3 separate regions of the Sus scrofa genome follow, and all the other regions are linked to region 3. A link is a contact called in public HiChIP or PLAC-seq data. All regions are on one chromosome and are shown on one strand. The core of a region is the stretch at or near the end of the contact, and the rest is flanking DNA. Distances in the headings are between cores, read along the strand shown. Region 1 overlaps FAM207A (protein FAM207A). Region 2 holds the start of FAM207A (protein FAM207A). Region 3 has its middle 22 kb from the start of ADARB1.

Evidence for each region. HiChIP or PLAC-seq counts read pairs in DNA pulled down with a chosen protein or histone mark.
Region 1: a contact with region 3 is called in an H3K27ac HiChIP or PLAC-seq map of skeletal muscle, with 12 times the contacts expected there. The contact joins two enhancer-like sites. A contact is called at or near these places in 19 of 47 Hi-C or Micro-C datasets (alveolar macrophages, embryonic fibroblasts, fetal heart ventricle and 11 more) and 1 of 2 datasets of contacts at active chromatin or transcription factors (skeletal muscle).
Region 2: a contact with region 3 is called in an H3K27ac HiChIP or PLAC-seq map of skeletal muscle. The contact joins the promoter of FAM207A here to the enhancer-like site in region 3. A contact is called at or near these places in 4 of 5 promoter capture datasets (fetal liver, fetal skeletal muscle, liver and 1 more), 18 of 47 Hi-C or Micro-C datasets (alveolar macrophages, embryonic fibroblasts, fetal heart ventricle and 11 more) and 2 of 2 datasets of contacts at active chromatin or transcription factors (alveolar macrophages and skeletal muscle).

The regions. Positions count from the first base shown.
Region 1 is chr13:207,580,958-207,585,060 of Sscrofa11.1, reverse strand. It overlaps FAM207A (protein FAM207A), which reads right to left. Exons shown (of 6, transcript XM_013990227.2): 4 at 1-83. Among named protein-coding and RNA genes, the nearest start is that of FAM207A, 22 kb to the right of the region's middle. Within about 2 kb of position 1,445, at least 24 of the 83 cell types and tissues checked have an H3K27ac peak or open chromatin away from gene starts, as enhancers often do. A contact at or near this core is called in retroperitoneal adipose tissue, skeletal muscle and subcutaneous adipose tissue, where this site is marked.
Region 2 is chr13:207,558,294-207,562,340 of Sscrofa11.1, reverse strand. It overlaps FAM207A (protein FAM207A), which reads right to left and starts at 1,461. Exons shown (of 6, transcript XM_013990227.2): 1 at 1,197-1,461. The coding sequence starts at 1,334.
Region 3 is chr13:207,723,131-207,727,585 of Sscrofa11.1, reverse strand. No RefSeq gene overlaps it. Among named protein-coding and RNA genes, the nearest start is that of ADARB1, 22 kb to the left of the region's middle. Within about 2 kb of position 2,800, at least 16 of the 83 cell types and tissues checked have an H3K27ac peak or open chromatin away from gene starts, as enhancers often do. A contact at or near this core is called in fetal liver, retroperitoneal adipose tissue, skeletal muscle and 1 more, where this site is marked.

The DNA of each region.
Region 1 (4,103 bases), core at 196-2,695, 140 kb after region 3:
CTGCAGGTCCCCCACCACCGCCGTGGCCCTCCGCCTCCGCTCCGCCTGGCGCTTCTGCTCCGCCAGCTTTATGGCTTCGATCTCTGAGGAAGGGGGCCGCGGGTCAGGGCAAAGACGAGCGAGGGAAGCGCCCTGGCCGCTGCCTTTAGCCGCAGAGCGGAGCTCGGCCTGGAAACGGGGGGTGCGGGCTCCCCGCCGGCTCGCCCGCAGTCGCGGAGGCGCCGTCCAGCCGCAGGCCCCGAGGACCTGCCGCGAGGAGCCGCGCAGCCGGCGGCCGGCACCTTCCCTCTGCCCGAGCGCTCGTGGCCCCTGGACGCACCCGGGAGCGAGCACGTGGTCCTCGATGAAGACTCGATGGGGGGCCACACTGAACATGGCGAGAGGGGCTGGTCCAAACAGGAGGGGACCCGAGCTGCGGGGCCTCAAGAAGGCTCCTGCACGGGGCGGGGGCACGGGCGCTGGAACAGACCCCGGGACGGGGTGGCAGGGCCAGGGGTCAGAGTGCCAAGCAGAGGGCAGGGCTGCGGCTCTGCTCTGGAGCAGGGGCCCAGGCAGGTCCAGGCGGGGCGCCACCTCAGGATATGACTTTCCTTCTAAGATACATGTATTCCAGGGAGTTCCCGTCGTGGCTCAGTGGTTAACAAACCTGACTAGTACCCAGGAGGCTGCAGGTTCGATCCCTGGCCTTGCTCAGTGGATTAAGGATCCGGCGTTGCCGTGAGCTGTGGTGTAGGTCGCAGACAGGCTCCGATCCCGCGCTGCTGCAGCTGTGGTGGAGGCCGGCAGCTACAGCTCCGATTCGACCCCTAGCCTGGGAACCTCCATGTGCTGCAGGTGCGGCCGTATGAAGACAAAACATTAAGCTGAAACAGAATACTTCCCAAGCTCCCAATAGAACGCGCACTCAATCGCGTTCTCTCCGCGGCGTGGCTCGTGGAAACCAGCTCACGGTTTGGGTGTAGACCCTGCTGTGGGGAAGCTGCCTGGATCTGTGGGATCTGATTTCCTCACTGTTCTGCACTGGAGCCCTTGAAAGTAAAACAAACGGTAAAGGCTCTGCTATTAAAAACCTTGAGATGAGGCTGTGATGGATGGGGGAGGGCCGGCTCGGAGCCTGAGACACTAGCTGCCTCCCCATCGTGCCAGGTTTATGGGGCCATAAATAACCGAGCTGCAGACTCTGAATTACATCGAAAAAGGGAGCTGAAAGCACCCTCCTGACGAAAGCCAGAGGACTCGGGGCACAGCGGGCAGCAGCCAGGCGATGCCGGGGAGAGCATCCATCCACCCGCGGCGGGGACCTCGCCCTCCCGAGGGCAGCGTCTGCCCTGGGCCTCTGGGCGTTGTGGCCGCATGTCAGCCCTCCGGGCAGGTGTGGGAGGCCAGGGAGGCAGGGCACCCCGGGCAGAAGGCGGTGATGACCAGGCTCAGAGCCGGCCAGGAGGGCAGGGACCTGGTTAGGGACCCCATGAGCACAGACAGACTCGGGATGGCCCCAGCAGCACACTCAGGGCCCCAGAAGGTGTGGTGCAAAGCGAGGGGACCCTCACAGGCATTTTCAAAGAGAGTAATTTCTGGAAACGAAACTATCTGGGAGGCTGGCAGGCTTCCCGAGGCCGGCAGAGCAGCTCCTCCCCGAGCTCGCGGACCTGGGGCAGCGCCGAGAAGCTCTGGGAGGCCTGCCCGGAGGAGCCAAGCCAGGGACACAGCCGGGGCCGCAGCCAGCCCGGGAGAGCCCGGGGGCCTGGGCGGCCAGGGCTGCTGGCCTCGCCCCAGCGAGCTGAGCTCCAGGCGCCTCCTGCCCTGGGCCAGGCCGAGCCGCAGCCGTCAGAGTCGACCAGGTGACGCCTCAGGGCTCGCCACCCCCAGGTTCAGCAATGTCCCCCACTCCCCCGGACCCAGGGGCCTCGTCCAGAGCCCAGGGCGGGGGCTCAGGCAGGGAGGGGAGGGGCGGCTCCCTCCGCGGCTGCAGGCCCGGCACCAAAGCCGCCCGGGGACCCAGCGCAGCGGGGCAGAGGCCCGGCTCCCAGGAGGACAGGCGCTGATGCCCAGGGCAAGGCCGGCTGGTCAGGGCAGGGCACTGCTGGCCAGGCAGCGCGGCCCCCGCGCGTGGAGCCGAGGCCAAGATAGCATGATGCGGGGACACGTGTCCGGGGTCTCTGCAGGGGCTGCTTCGAAGGGACAGGCCAGGCCCCCACTGGACAGGCCAGAGAGCGAGGGCCTCCACCATCCACTCAGGACGAGGGCGACGACAAAGCCCAGAACGGAAGGTGCTTCCTAACCGAAGCGTCTGCCTGCAGAGGCGCGCCTGTGCTGAGAAGAGGCGGGTCTGCGAGCTGGAGCTCACAGACCTGCTGGCAGGGGTGGGTGTGGGGGTTCCTAGAGGCTGACACCCCTTTCCTCCTATGTACTTACTCTAAAACCAGCTTCAGGACAATCCAGAAAGCACCCCCTGGAGCTCCCGCTGTGGTGCAGTGTGTTAAGGAGCCGCCTTGTCTCTACTGGCTTGGGTTCCATCCCCGCCCAGCACAGCAGGTCAAGGAACCGGCACTGAGGAACTTCCGTTCGCCACAGGTGTGGCCGTAAAAACATCCACCGAAAAGAGAGCCCTCCCCTGTGCGAACCAGGCCTCCAAAACCAACCTCACCGCCTGTGTGGGGTGCTGATGGGGGCAGTTCCTATGAGCTGAAACCTCTGCGCCTATGCAGTGCCTGGGGGGCCGGCCCAGCTCCTGGAAGGCCCGTCGACCCAGGCGTGCCCTCACGACTGCCCTGCCCACGTCTGCTCACCTACACAAAACAGAGGGGCGTCCCTTGTAAACAGGGCCTGAGACAGAGTCCTGTAAGGGCCACGAGCTGCACACAGCATCACGGCCTGGGGCTACCAACCCTGAAGAGAGCAGCTCACGGGACACTGACCGGGGCGCAGTCCTTGGCCCCGGAGACCAGGGAAAATTCCCACCCCTTCTATCAACACTGCCAAGGCTCCAGCCCTGGCCGCAGGATGAGCCCAGGACATAAAACACAGTTTGGAAAGCAAAATGTCAACGTGTCTCTATTTTAACAAGTGGTACGATTATTTTGCAGAAAATTCCAAGAAATCTACCAAATAACTACTGGAATTAATAGACAACTTTAGCAAGACCAGAGAGTACAAAATAATAACAAAACGATAGTAATTAGTAAATAATAAAGAGCAGAAAGCTGGAAAAATGAAGCTTTTGAGAATTCCATTCCTAATAGCTTCAAAAACTAAAAATCAGCAATAAGCTTGTGCAGAAAAAAAACCCAAAAACCCAAGACCTCTGCTCTGAAAATTGCACAACACGGACGATGGAAATTAGGGAAACTGACTAAAAAGAAAGATGTACCATGTTCATGGATGAAGATCCCATGTGTTAAAATCACGACCTCCTGAACTCCTCTGTGGAGTCAAAGCAGTTCCTACAAGCTACCAGCTTTTGCTGTGGTGGCGATGACCTGTAAGAACTGACAAGGAGCTCCTGCTGTGGCGCAGCAGTAACGAATCCAACTGGGATCCACCAGGACGCTGGTCCGATCCCTGGCCTCGCTCAGTGGGTGAAGGATCTGGTGTTGCCGTGAGCTGTGGTGTAGGTCGCAGATGTGGCTTGAATCCCGTGTTGCTATGACAGTGGCGTAGGTCAGCAGCTGCAGCTCTGATTCAACCTCTAGCCTAGGAACCTCCATATGCTGCAGGTGAGGCCCTAAAAGGACAAAAAAGTTAAATCCACTGTGATAGGAAAAAAAAAAACAAAAACAAGTCGACAAGCCTGCGGTAACATTCGTATGGACCTGAGCCACTGAAAGCAGTCTTGGGACAGAGAAAATGGGATGCAGGACTTCCTGCACCTGACCCCAAGACCTGCGTCACAGCCGGAGTGCTCTGCACAGCCTGGTACTGAGAAGGGACAACAAACAGAACCTCCCCGAGGCGCCATCTGATTTTTCAGAGACACCAAGACGACTGGATGAGCGAAGAAAGGTCTTTACGACACGTGGTGCTGAACAACTGAAGAACGAGACCCTTAACCACTGCCCCGCCCCACACCCCGGACAGACAGCACCTCAAGGCGGAGCGGAAAC
Region 2 (4,047 bases), core at 212-2,711, 160 kb after region 3:
CCATCCCTGGCCTCGCTCAGTGGGTTAAGGATCCAGCGTTGCCATGAGCTGTGGTGTAGGTCACAGACGCTGCTCAGATCCAGCGTTGCTGTGGCTGTGGTGTAGGTTGGCAGCTACAGCTCCGATTTGACCCCTAGCCTAGGAACCTCCCTATGCCGTGAGTGCAGCCCTAAAAAAGACAAAAAAAAAAAAAAAAAAAATTTAAAAATTACATATCATGGGAAATACACCCAAAAAGTTTATAATGCATATATGAAAATCTAGCTCTTTAATCAATTACACAAGATAAAATGCAAGAAATTAACACAATTATATTAGGGGGTAAAAACGTTGTTATGAAAGCCTGGGCACTGGGGCCAGATCCTGGGTTCAAACAGCAGCAGCCAAGTGTCCTTGGTAATTTATTTAATCTCTCAGTTTTTCCCCGCAAAATCAGTCGGCGTGATTATGACAATGTAAACGGCCTGGCACACAGCATAGCTGTTCTCCTTAGCACTACTAGCCCAAAGCCATGGGCCCCACAAACCAACAAGACTGGTCCACAATCCCCAGAGGAGCCCCTTGGTTACAGACACCGGCAGATGCTTCCAGGCAGCTCCGGGTCAGCCCGTGATAAAACATGGTCTAACCACACAGTGGAACATTTTCCACCATAAAAAGGAGTGAAGGGTGATAGTCATACAACCTGCAGGAACGTTGAAACCACGCTAAATGCGAGAAGCCCAACGCGAAAGCCACAATCTCTAGGACTCCATCCATGCGAAATGCACAGAACAGATGGGCGGCTGCTTAGGGCTGGGAGGGCTGGGCACGGGGCACAGGGGCTCTTCAGTTTGCTCCTCGTTTTCTGATGACCCTGGGACTTCCCTTTCCTTTCCCGGGAGCTGTTTGTGCCGCATTCGAGCAGCCTTTCTGCCCGTGGCCGTGGCCGGCTTCTGGTCCTTCCCCGCACGGCGCCAGGCGCGGAGCAAGCCGACCCCTCCCGGGCCGTCGCGCCCGTGCGCCGAGCCTCGGGGCCCACGGAGGCCACGACCCTCCGCGGACCGGGAAGGCCCGCGGGCCGCGCAGCCAACACGGCCCGGGCCGCGGTCCCGGGCTCTGGGGGGCGCCCACAAAGCCAGCCCGGGACCCCCGAGGCCGCACAGTGCGCCGCACCTCTGCCCCCCCCCCCACCGCCGGCGGTGTCCCCAGCTGACCTTCGCCCCGACGCCGCCGGCCGGGGCCTGCGGAGGGGCCGCCTCCCGGGCGGGGGGCGCGGGGCCGGGCGCGGCCTCCCCCGCGGGCCTCACCGCAGCCTGGTGCACCCGAGCCCGCAAGCCGCGCACTTTCCCCATCTCGCCCGCGGAGACCCACAGCCCGCCGGAAGCCGCGGGCACACGCGCCACAAGCCCCCGGAAGTCGGTCCCGCGTGCTGGGGGCCCGGCGGAAACAGGAGCCCGGCCGCTGGGATCCGCTCTTCTCCCCGCGCCCGACGCGCAGGCCACCGGAAGGGCGGGACGGAGCCGCAGAAGGGCGCGGCTGCAGCTGGAGGAGCGGGGCCGAGGGGTCCCGCCTCCGACCCTGCCCGGCTTCCCGGGGCGGGGGCGGCTAATTGTCGGAATCTGTGCAGCCTTGATAACTGGGGAGTGATGGACACAGCGCTGGGGGGGTTCACGCTTGTTGAAATACACAACAAACTTGGGTTTGCTTCTGCCTGTCAGAGATGCCCGGGAGTAGCGGGAAGACTGGGGGCTGGGGGCACCTCAGAGACATCAGGCCAGGACTTACAGGGGCGACTTTACAGAAGTGCCCCTGGAAGAAACCCAGAAACCAGCTCTCAAGCTCAGTACCCCAACTCTGTCAATGGCCCCGCTATCACCACCTGCGCAGTGGCCAGGGTGGGTGTCTAACCAAAACCTGCAGATCAGGTTCCTGTGGCTAGAACCTCTTGTCCAGCTGTGAGCAAGAGGAGAGAACTTCTGGGAGGCTTTCTGGATGGTGAAGACCCAGCCCACCACCTAGTCGTGTGCCCCCCATCTGGTGGCAGCTACAACTTCTTTAGGGGAATGTCACGCGATGGTCTCTGGTTCTACTGCTGTGGGGAGAACTAAGGACAGACAGCACAGAGGTAGTGACTGCTGGGCACACACAGGCAGAGAGCTAACTCAGCTCGCTGGAGGAATGATCTCCTGGCAGCTGGTGCAGAGACACTGGTGTCTTCAACACACAGGTATATGCTCTGCTCCATCCGGCCTCGTTTCCTGAGATGGCGGGCAGGGAGACCCTGGCTTGGCTCCTGGCTCCTTTGCTCACCAGCCCCCCACCTGGCAGTGATCTCTGCCCCTAGCCACCCCCAGAGCCTGCAGGACAGCCTCAACCTCAGGGTTGCTTCTTGCCTCTTCCCGGCAGCCCGTGCTTTCTCAAAGGAAAAGATTGTCCAGCTACCGCAAAATGCATCTGTTAGGACTTTCTTTAAATCCCTGGGCCCCCTCTCTTTGTGTCTGTCCCTTCATCTCCCTCGGCGACCAGGCCACACCCTGCTGCCCTGACATTTGCACCTGCAGCCTGACCCCTCTCTGGGTCTCCACCTGAAGTTGTGGCGATCCCAAAGTGGAAGCCTTGCTTCCCATCCCAATCTGCCCCCGCCCACCCCAGCAGTACAGTCCCCTTCGGAAGGAATGGCAGCCCTCACTCAGGAAGGGGCCCAAGCTCCAAACGGAAGTGTTTTCTTGGCCAACTCCTCTCCCTATCACATCCCCCCAACAGCCCCCTTATCCATCCCCCCAAATTCCACCCCCACCTGGGCTCCAGCCCTGCCCTCCACCCTTGGCCGGAATGGAGCCCCTTCTGTTTACAGCAGCCCCTACCTCCCCAGGGGGGCTGCGTTGGTTCCCGGTCTTCCAGGAAAGGCTACCCTTGGCTCTGGTCTCCGGGGAGGCCCCGCACCCTCGGCAGCTCTGCCTTTCCCAGAGCTCTGCCGTATCTCCTCTGTTCCCTGGGCTGTCGGCCTCCCGGCTGGACTAGGTGGCCTTGGTGATGCCCGGACAGACCCAGCTCTCGCGCGCGCGGCGCCAGGCAATTCTTCCGTCGCGCGAGGGCGCTCACGGCCCGCCGGGGTTTCTCGTGGAGCTGGGGCGCCGCGGGCACCGACGCCCAGGGCGGGGAAAATCCCAGCGCGGGCGCTTCCCGCGACCCCGAGCCCCTTCGGCCCCGCCGAACGCGGCGCACGCAGGATCCATACGAAGACTTCCAAGTGGGTCTGGGGTTCCCACGCAGTCTTGAAGGGTGGCTTCCGGGACAGCCTCGGGACAAACACTGCCGTCGCTCATGCCTGTCTGCCCGATCCTTCGCGGCCTCCGCAAGGACTTCCTGCGAAGCGCCGGCTCTGCCCTCGGGTTTCCACGCCCGCCCAGCGGCGCCTTAGAGCGGACGACGACCTGCGCGCAGCGGCCCTGCGGGTGCCCCGCTCTGACCCGCTCCTGGGACCCTGCTGGGACGTGGAGCCCCAGGCCCACTGCGTCCCACCCTGCCGGGCCCTGGGCCGGTTGCCCTAACCCCACGCGTCTTTCTGTGCCCAGTGTCAGGACCTCCCTCCTGGGGTGGTCGTGGGCGCTGCACCAGCCTCCCCCGTGCTGCGCCCAGCCCGCCCGGTGAATCCCGCTCCAGACACGCCTTCCTTAGCCCCCTTAGGCCGGACACGCGTCCTATGTGCCCCTCTCCCCTGCCGCACTGCTCTCCCTCGGACCCTGCCTGGCTTGAGTTCAGGTCGCTGAAGGCCCCCAGCCCCGTCTCTCCGCAGGAGGCCCGTCCTCCCGCTCCAGGCAGGTGGCCAAGCCTGGAGGTGACTGAGGCAAGGGAGGAATTTCTGAGCCCCAGTTCCCCCCTCTCTACACTAGGTTGGATGGGGCTTCTTTGAGGACCCACAGGTAAAGCCCCAGGAAGCGGCTTCGGGCAGCCAGTGCTCAGATCCCAGTGGCCCAGAGTCGGTAGGGAGCCCACGCGGTGGAGGTCAGGGTTCAGGGTCGGGCTGTCTGGGTGGCACCGTGGGCACCCGGCAGAGCGCCTAGC
Region 3 (4,455 bases), core at 1,551-4,050:
GTCTCAGTTTGAAATAAAACAGAAAATATGGTGCTTCAAGAAGACTGAATGAAGGAATTCCAAAAACCAGAATGAAGCAGCTGGGGAGACGGGAAAGCAGGGGTCCCCTCTCAACGGGACGGAGGAGGGAGAGAGGTTGACCCCTGGCTCTCAGACACGGGCAGGGGGAGGTGGGCAAAGTGCCCCAGACACAGCGGCTTCAGCGAGGCCAGGCTCCGACCTCAGCCTGCAGCCTCCTCCCACCACTCTGCGCCACCACCCCAGGCAATGCAAAACACAGGAAAAAGGTGAAACTGAGCCAAAAAAGATAGGACCCAACTGCAGAGCAAGCTAAACGGTGGCCTGACTCCCAGCAGCTGGCGGAGGGGTCATTCTAGAATTTTCCTTTGTGCACAAACCTGACGGGGAAGTTCTCAGACGCATCTCACCTGGCTCTGTAACCACCAACCTCTGCTCATCATTAAATGCAGGTGCCACGTGTGGGTCTGGAACTCACTGAACCACGCTTACAAACAGAAAACAGACTTTTCTCCTTGCTAGTCTGTTTCAAAACCCAGAAAGCCAAGGTGGGAGGAGCCAAACCGTAGAGAGAGGGGGAGGAGCGGTGGGCACGGTAAGTGCACCAGTACGCCTGGCTCGCTGGGGAGCTCGGAGATGGTCTGAGGGCCAGGAAACCGGCCAAGCACCTGCAGCCCTACGATCCTCAGCAAGAAGTGCGGCTGCCAATCTGGTGGGCTGACCCCGGCGTCCTCCCCAAACTCTTTCCCAGAGACGCTGCAACTGAGTTAAAACTCATTTTCTCAGGCTCCTTTGTGACTACAGCCACATGACACAGTTCTGGCCAGCGAGACATGCTGAAAATATGCAGAGGGTTCTGAAATGCCCCTGTTGAACACAACAGAAATGGGCTGCATGCCCATCCCTCCCCAACTGTTACTGCCTTAGACATAGATGTGATGGCTGGAGCCACAGCAGCCACACTGCATTCATGAATGGTTGGGAGAACTGCAGAGATACTGAACCGGACTCTTGCCTCTTGCTTGACTCTAGCAAACACTGACCTCTGCACTACTTATTATGAAATAAGTGAACAAATCCTCAGTGGTTTAAGACACCATAGGGTATGTTTTCTGCTCCTGTCAGCACAAAGCATCCTAAATGACACAGGAAAAGAGGAGCCGGCAGAAGTGTACGTGAGCTAAGTCCTCCTGCACCTAAACTTAAAATCAAGAGACAACACTGAAAATTTACAAATCAAACAACTGCAAGTGTAACATTAAGAAACAGGAAGCATGGCAGTGAGTGCCACCTATGCCAACAGCAGAGTACCTGCATGGCCAACCGTGGAGAACGACAGTCCCAGCCCCGCGCCCCCAGCCCTGCCCCCTGCGATGGACACGTCATGTGGCAGCTTCTGGGACCCGCCCCAAGAGACAGCACACAGGTGTCCCTTGCCCCCCCCCAGCACCTGTCTACCTGTGGGTGAGCTCACGCACGGCAGACAGATACCAGGGCAGAGCCTGGACAGGCGCTGCTGCGGGGGCCCTTCCTGCTGGTGGAGCCCTCACACTGGGCCTCTGTCGCCTGCAGCCGTCCTCACACCGGCCAATCCAGAAACGTAAGTATTTACAGCTTCTTAAACAAGCAGCGCTGCCTCAGGGGAGGGGAGGGCCGCGGGCCGCTGCTTCCCACCCAAAGCCCTTCTAAACTACGTCGCCTGTCTACGTGGAGGGCATCACGGGCAAATCTGAAAAGCAAAAACCAGAAAGGTCTGGTCTCGTCGCCCAGACCCCTGCCCTGTGCCCAACTCCTCATGCCATCTGCCTGCAAATACACATCTTTCCAGAGCCCCCACCCCACGAAGCCTGCAGCCCCTGCCCGGAGAACAGGCCGCCTGCCCCCGTCCTGCCAGAGCGCCAGCAGACGGCACTGTCGTCGCCTGCTGACTTCCCTCCCCCGGCCACGTCTCTTCCCCTGCACCTGCCCGCGCCGCGTGCTGCAGAGGCCACGTCCCTGTCACGCGAAACGCAGCCGCTTCCTCTCAGCGGCTCTGGGCTTTGGCCTCCAGCAGCGGGGTCCCCGGCGCACACGGCGGGGCCCCACACACCGCAGGACGTGCTGGAGACACCGCGTGGAACATGCAAGCCCGCATCCCAAAGGCCGTCTGTGGACCTAGAACCAGCAACGGCCCGCAGCTCTCTGGGCACAGCCAAGGGTGGTTAACGAGGTGCTCAGCAGCCGTCCATCTTCCAGAATTCTGTCTGCCAGGGCGGGCAGGGCGGCCGATCCCCTTAGAGCCCTTGGCGGAGTGGACGCCACAGGAGTCCGTCCACAAGAGGGCGCTCAAGCCCCTCCCAGGAAGCGGCCCGGGCGCGAGGGCCAACCCCCAGCTGTCCCGCACAGGGACCGGCCTCCGGTTCTTCTTGACACGTCCGTCTGCAGCTCTCTCGCCATGGCCAGAGCCCAGAACAGCCAGGAAAACTCACCAACCCTCTCTCTCGAGAACAGCAGATACCACTCCGCCCCAACACGGCACAGGCTTCCTCAGTCAGCTCTCGAGGTCAACGCTGCACTAACTGTCTCCTTGGGACACTTAAGGTCCAACACAGAAGAACTGGGAAGAACACAGCCACTTTTTAGAAAGTTTAAAACTTGATGCTGTTAAACCAAGTTTTACTCAGCTTGGTTTTCAATTTTTTGGGGGGAAAACAACCCGAAACCACCGTCTCCCCATGGTTCCACGTCTACCCTTTGCCACCACGGCCAGCAGGTGGCGGGAGTGCGGGGAGAAGCGGGCGAGGGCCCCTCCCGGGTCCCCTCGGTGGCGCCACCCCTCAGAGGGAGAGCCACCCGCCCCGCCCCGCGGGGCCCTCGCGGCCGACATCGCCCGTGGCACAGCTGCTCTCCGCCCTCACCGGCGCTGGCAGCTGCCTCCTCCTGTCCCGCCCTCGTCTCCAGGCCTTGGTCACCACCTGCAAACAGGCACTCGGTGAGGATTTGAAGCACAAATGAAGGAGCAGGTCCGAGATGCAATACGCATCTTTCTGGAGCCGCAGCAGGTTCTGAGAGGTGGAGTTCCTGGGGTCCCAAGCTCTGCGCCCCCCCACTCCCGCCCCAATGTGGCCACAGTCACTCCGGGCACCGGCGCCACACCGCCCTCCCGGAACCGGCGGCTCTGCAGCCACTGAGGACGTTTCCCGCTGACTGAGCCCAGGCCGAGGCCCCGGGGCCGAGGAGGAGTGTGGGCCCCAGGCTGGGAAGGGGAGTGTCCGCACCAACCAGGAGGCTATGAGCCCCACGCCAGGGTCCCTAGCCGCCACCCAGCACGGGCACAGAGGAGGCCGGAGCTGGCCGGTGGCCCGGGGTGGGCACCCCAGAGGCACCCCCCACCCCAGTGCCCTGGCTGGGGTGGGGACACGAGACAGCCTGTGCCCTTGTGCCCGGGGGTGCAGCTGCCGCCGACCTGAGACTGGCACAAGGACGCCTTCCCAGCGGTGACGCCGCCAGAAGCCCACCGGGAATCCCTCATTTCTGTCACTGACCTTTAGGGACGGCGCCTGTGCTCCGCAGGGGACAGCAGCCTGCGAATCACATCCAAGGGGAAAATGTCTAGTTTTGGCCCCAACAGGCCAGGATTCAGCCCTGCACGTGGGTCTTGGTGCCCCTGTGCCCGCTGAGCCCCACCCGATGCCACCGGCCCCTCCCCAGCCTTCAGGACACCCAGCCAGGCTGGCCACGTGCAGACGTGGTCTGGCCATCCCAGGGCCGGGGCACCGTGTGGGACAAACAGGACTGTCCCAGGAACAAAGAGCTGTCCTGCCTGAGGAGCTAAGGCAGGTGACGGAGAGGCTCACGGAGACCCCTGCCCGGACCCCCTCGCCCCATCGCGATCACAACTCGGCAGGCCAGCCGTGCAGAAGCGGAACCAGAACCACCGCATGAAGGCGGCAGGGCCTGGGTCCTACCCTCTCAGAACGAGCCCAGGAGCTGAGCACAGGCGGCTCAGGTCTACACCCGAGGCGCCACGGCACCAACTCCGCACCCCGGGTCTGTGTGTACGGGCAGATTTATGCCCCTGCTTTTGTTACATCTGGATGTGGTGTCTTCCGCGACGCCACTCGGAATCAAAAGAGGAGCTGACAGATACCGTCGCAAGAGGGACCTTCGGGTGTGGCGGCCGCGAGAGGGGCGGGCGGGCGGCGGCGGGGCAGCCCGGGTCTGGCCGGGCCCCTCAGAGCGGGCGCCGCAGAGTAAGGGCCTCGGGCCCAGAGCGCGCCCCCGGCCCAGCGCGCCGGCCTGCGAGGCGGAGCAGGCGGCAGGGCCAGCGCTTGAAGGGGCGGGAGCGGCGGGGCGGCCGCTGGGCCTGAAGCGCCCAAGGCCGGCTCTCCCAGCGCCGCGGGCGCCAGCGGGGGCTCTTCCAGCGTCCGTTGCCGTTGTGTTTCTTTTTCAAACGGC